Regions from separate parts of the Hordeum vulgare genome. Here region 2 is linked to region 1. A link is a contact called in public Hi-C data. All regions are on one chromosome and are shown on one strand. The core of a region is the stretch at or near the end of the contact, and the rest is flanking DNA. Distances in the headings are between cores, read along the strand shown.

Region 1 (2,700 bases), core at 152-2,651:
CAATAGTTAGCTATAAAAGAGTACTATTTTTATCACATATGACCCACCTTTCATTCTCAAAAAGCACCTAGGAGCACGTGCTAGAGCTGGTTTTTCACGAAGAGTCCACTTCCCTTCTCTCTCCTCTTCTCTCTCATCCAACTCAGCAAAAAAAATAAAGGCTTGTTTGGTTCATGACTAACTTTGACACAACTAACCTTAGGCAAAGTGTGGCTAACAAAATGAACACCACAAGTGTGGCAAGATTTGGTAAAAAATTGAGTGTATGACATGTGGACCATATAACTAGAAAAGTGTGGCAAGCCACAAGTGCGGCAATGAACCAAACACATGCCTAAGGTATTGTGGCATGACAACCTTAGGCCGGGAACCAAACAACCCATAATATTTTAATCCTTACAGCCTGCTGACCGTATCTTATTGTACTTGTTTTAAGTATGAACTATTATCCAGCAAGCATACTTGCGTGCATGGAATTTAGCTGTAGTTTTGGACGATGCACCTACATATATGCATAAAAATAGTCTGGCAATTGGTTTACCAACCGGCAGTGCATATGCGTCAGTATGCATATTATACAGTGGTTACGAGATCCCCATCAGTTAGTACCACTATCATCGAGGCAGCGACTGCATTATTATTCCCAACGCTGACCAAAATGCATATGCATGGGAATCATGGGATGGGGGCAACTCTGTCCGTCTTCTGTACTGTACTATCATGTCCGTCTTCTGTATCATATAAGTATCTTGGATTATGCAGCTCTACAGGATCTACAGAAATGTTCCTGATTCGTTAAAAATGATGGGACTTTTTTTGTAACTTGGATAAGGAAGAGCAGGCTCACTCAGTGGGTCACTGCGTTGTACGATTACAAGTAGTTTTCTTGAAGTCAAACTAGTGCATTCCTTCAATAATAATAATAAAAAAAGAGTCAAAAGTGTCGGCAATGAATACAGTTGTTAAGCTGGGTGCTGCAGCCGGTGCTACCGTTGAGTCGTTGACCAAAGAAATTTTAGTTGCCGCTGGAAAAGCACACTTGTGCTCGGTAAGAAACAAGAACGAGCAAAAAAATCTCTTTGTCCTCCTTTGGTTTGAAGGAATCTTATAGGAATTATATAGGATAGGATTTCTATAGAAAAATAAATACTTTAAAGCCTTTTGGTTTGTAGGAACAGACTCCTATTACTATGGAGATTCTTTTTATATCCTTCACTTTTCATAGGAAAATAACATTAGCCTAAAGAAAATAAACCATTTGATGTAAATCAGAGGGCATCTTCTTTTCTAATCCTATTCATAGGATTTAAGATAGCACATGCATCTCAATTACTATGAATTTTCTATTTTTATTATTTTTTACCCTATTATATACCAAAGGAGGCCTTACATTGTCAAAGAAGTAGTTCAGAAATGTCTTGATTTTATTTTTTTGAGCCGTGACAGTAGAATAATTGTTCGACGGAAATTTTGAAAAATATTACTAGTGTGACAAGCGAGAACAAATAGTACTACTAGTACCAGAACTCATGTTTGTACGCTTTCCTTGTAATGCCACGTTGCTCATAATTCACACATGTCACTGAACTTGGGACCTTTTTCTTAAAAGGTTCACTGTTTTTTTATGTTTGTAACAAAAGATTTTTACCCATGCATGTCCTGGGAACTCTGCCTTGCTCCCATGGAAAGGAAAGCGACGCCTGACCTTAACCAAACCCATACCCACTGACTCCCCGGTCCCAGCCCAAGGATACGGGCCCCCTAGACACAGAGCGCTTTTGCACGCCACAATAGAACAGTGTTGCTGATCTAAAAAAAACAGTGTAGTAGAACAGTGCTGCCTTGCCCTTCCCCTCTTTCTTTCTCTGTGCCTGCTGCTGCTACTGCTCGCTGACCGCGTGCGCTCAGCTCGAAGACCTTCTCTCCCCTCCCTCTTCTCTTCTCCTGACAAACAAACCATCTCATCTCATTTTGGAGAGAGAGAGAAGAGAGAGAGAGAGGCACCGTCGCGGAGGGCCAACGGGAGGGATTCTTGGATGTGACAAGCCGAGCTTTCCCGATCAAAGCAGGCCGCGAAAGCCGCCTCCCTCGCTCTTCCATAGAAGGCACGAGAAGAAGCAGTCGTCTTCTCCGCAGCGCACACCCGTCCTCCCCTCTTCCTCTTCACTTCACGGGAAGAAGAGCTAGGATCATCTGTGGCTCACGGGACTCACCAGGCTTGCCTCAAGAGGTGCGTGCGTCTGTACTCTGTACATGTCTTGCCTTCCTGATCCTCGCCTCCTTCAGTCCTTCTCCAAAGCAGGGAGATTTGTCAATGTATCATCTTTGCATTTTTCTCCTCTTCCTCCCCTCAACATGTTCTTCCCCGGGAGGTTGGTTGGGCGAGCGGTTAGCGTTGCTCCCTTTATTTCATTTGATTGATGATTTGATTCTGGGGCATCAGACAACTACATTTGCCATGTGCCGTATGCTTCAGCAGTGCCTGCCAGTGCCAAGTCTCAACATAACCACTTGTTCTGCTCAAGATTCGCTGCTTCACCCCGTCCCTTTTACCTCTGTTTGTTTATATGAAGTTCTGGGCTGGGCTGGGATGGAAGATAGGGCTGCTTTGGCTGTGTTGCTGGATCTGCTCATTTGTGCTCCTGTTTATCTTCCCACTGCCACTGAATCAATCAAACCCCTTCCTTAAAACACCCTAAC
Region 2 (2,700 bases), core at 93-2,592, 160 kb before region 1:
TGATAAAGATTTTAACATTAGAATTTTTTTTGTGATGAAGTAACATTCGTGGAGGTTTGGACAAAAAATAAGCTTTCAGCAATAGTGTTTTTGGAGCATAGATTTTGTCTTTTTTTTCCAGGCCTACATGAATGTTATTTCATCACAAAAATCTGTTTTTTTTCTATGATAAACATTGATAAAGATTTTAGCATTATAAAGAAATCCGTGAAAAGTAACATCCTTGGAGGTTTGGACAAAAAAAATGCTCTAAAATGATTTCAACAATTGTGTTTTCGGAGCATCGATTTTGTCTTTTTTCTCCAGGACTACATGAATGTCATTTCATCGCAAAAATTTGCAGACAGTTAAAACATTCATCAATGTTATTAGAAACTTTATCACAAAAAAAATGTTATTAAAAACTTATTTATTTTTATTTTTCTGAATTTTACTGTTCATCGGAGCTCAGGATCAAATACTCCGTGTCCCTAGAGTAAAATCAATTTTATGCACTGCTAGGACCGCCCAGTCGCTGATGCATGGTGATTCGCAGTGATACAGTGCCATCTGCAGTGACGCGGTTTGCTACAGGAATTTGTGTCAGCGATGTACTGGTGCGTTGATTTCTTTTCTCAATGGACACACACGTCCATCTGCGGGCGCTCCTTCGGCCGCTCTTCCCGCCCGGCACAACCCCAGCTGCCACGACGACTTCCTGCCCCTTCGCCGCGGTCGCCCCCCGTCCCCCATCATCCCCACGTACGTTTCCCTATCCTCCTCTCCGGCCGTCGGCCCGCTCGCTCCTCCCCCGGCTACGGCGGCGGGCGGCTTCTCCTAGGCGGACTGGGCCACAGAGGAAGACCTGGTCGATGCGCCCGCCGGTTTGGGGACAGGCTGGCCGAGGCCGTCTCACTGGCGTTGGTCGATGCTCCCCCTGCAGCCGTGCGGCATTGGTCCCCGCAGCGGACCCAGCCACCACCTTCCCCGTCGACCACTAGCAGTGGCCTGCGTGCCGGCCGTCGTAGTCGCGGGGCCCGAGCGCGCTCTTGGGGGGTGGTGGGCAGGGCCGACCGGGGTAATGCGGCGGTCTCGTGGCGGCGGGACGACGCTCCTGCTCCGCCGGCGTGGCTCCGCTTGCCGCCTGCAGCGGAGGTCCCGATCGGCGGGTGTGCGAGGGGGTACGATTCCGGGCTTTTCTTCCCTCGCCGCCGTGTCCTAGTCCGGCCGCTGGTGTTGGCTGGATCTGCGCCACGCCGCCATTCGCCTGCGGTACCGAGGGAAACCCTGGCTGGGCCGGTGCCTGCAATCTGGGCCGCAGGCATCGGGGGTGGCCCGCCTGTGCCTGTGCCTGCTATTGGGCCGTCTGGTGGATGACCTAGGGATAGGTCTGGCCTGCCCTCTGGGTGACATATAAGGGAGCTCCTGTCCCAACTGGGTCGGCCCAGCTTATTTTTTCTATTAAAAAATCAATATTTTTTTTCTATTTTTTTTTCTATTTTTGCTTTTTTTTTAAGTTTTTCTTTCTTTTTTTCCTTTTCTTTTCGTATTTGAAGCAAAGATATTTTTCGAATTTGAAGAATATTTTTTAAAAACCAGAACATTTTTTGAATTTATGAACGAAGTTTGAAAAATGATATCTTTTTTAAATTTTGAAACATTTTTTAAGAAAAAAGATAACGTCCACGCGTATGGCGTTTGTAAACCGTCCACACGCAAGAATGTACGTCTTGCACTAATCTTAGCATTTTATGACAATTTTTTGTGTCACGTAAGAAGGGGTTGGTGTGTGGGTGTTAAGGAGTTCGCCCACATGCCTGTTTCGCGTACGCCCACACGCGACTGTCAACCCGACGTGTGGCGAAACTGACGCCGCGCTCACACGTTCGCATGCTTGTCAGTTGTCATGTCTTCATAGTGAAACTGGCCGTGCCTGCATGCGTGTCAGTTGTCATGTCTTTCCAGTGTTATATGATAACTGAGTGGAACTGACCGTGATCGTATGCCTGTCAGTTGTCATGTCTTTCCCATGTCAACTAAGGTGGAACTATCGTGACCGCATGTCGGTCAGTTGTCATTTCTTCCACATGGCAACTAAGCGGAATTATCATGGCCGCATGCCTATCAGTTGACATGTTTTATCCATGACAACTGAGTGGAACTGTTGTGCTCGCATGCCTATCAGTTGTCATGTATTTTCAGTGTTACATTGCAACTAGTGAAACTGGTCGTGCCTGCATGTCTGTCAGTTGCCATGTCTTCCCAGCGTTACATGACAACTGAGTGGAGCTGGCCGTGCCCGCATGCCTATAAGTTGTCATGTCTTCCGAATGTTACATGACAACTGAGTGGAACTATCAAGGGGGGCACGTGAGGATCGCGAGGTGGCAGGCCGGATGTGCGGGTCGCGAGGCAGGAGGCTGGACACGTGGGCGTTAGCTGTTTTGCCCACACGCACACGTGTGGGCTGTTTCCCTTACACACCACACGAAACGTGTGGGGAGCACCTCTTAACGCCCACACGTGTGGATGTTATCAGAAACCTTTTTTAAAGGAAGAAGATTTAAAATTTAAGAAAATTTTTAAAGCACGACTATTTTTTGAATCTTGAGAACAAACTTTAAACCGAGAACAATTTTGAAAAATTGTGAAAAATTTAAAAGTGCGAGCAATTTTTTAAAATAAGAACATTTTTTAAATCTTGAGAACAAAATTTTGAAA

What was found. A called contact is a pair of places that touch in the nucleus more often than the background predicts.
Region 2: a Hi-C map of seedling shows a contact between it and region 1, with 2.7 times the contacts expected there. The contact joins the enhancer-like site here to the promoter of LOC123410563 in region 1. A contact is called at or near these places in 2 of 6 Hi-C or Micro-C datasets (leaf and seedling) and 1 of 1 datasets of contacts at active chromatin or transcription factors (embryo).

The regions. Positions count from the first base shown.
Region 1 is chr7H:222,300,253-222,302,952 of MorexV3_pseudomolecules_assembly, reverse strand. LOC123410563 (PHD finger protein rhinoceros-like) reads left to right here and starts at 1,401. Exons shown (of 6, transcript XM_045103507.1): 1 at 1,401-2,230.
Region 2 is chr7H:222,458,218-222,460,917 of MorexV3_pseudomolecules_assembly, reverse strand. No RefSeq gene overlaps it. Among protein-coding and RNA genes, the nearest start is that of LOC123410563, 160 kb to the right of the region's middle. Within about 2 kb of position 1,342, at least 3 of the 3 cell types and tissues checked have open chromatin away from gene starts, as enhancers often do. A contact at or near this core is called in leaf and seedling, where this site is marked.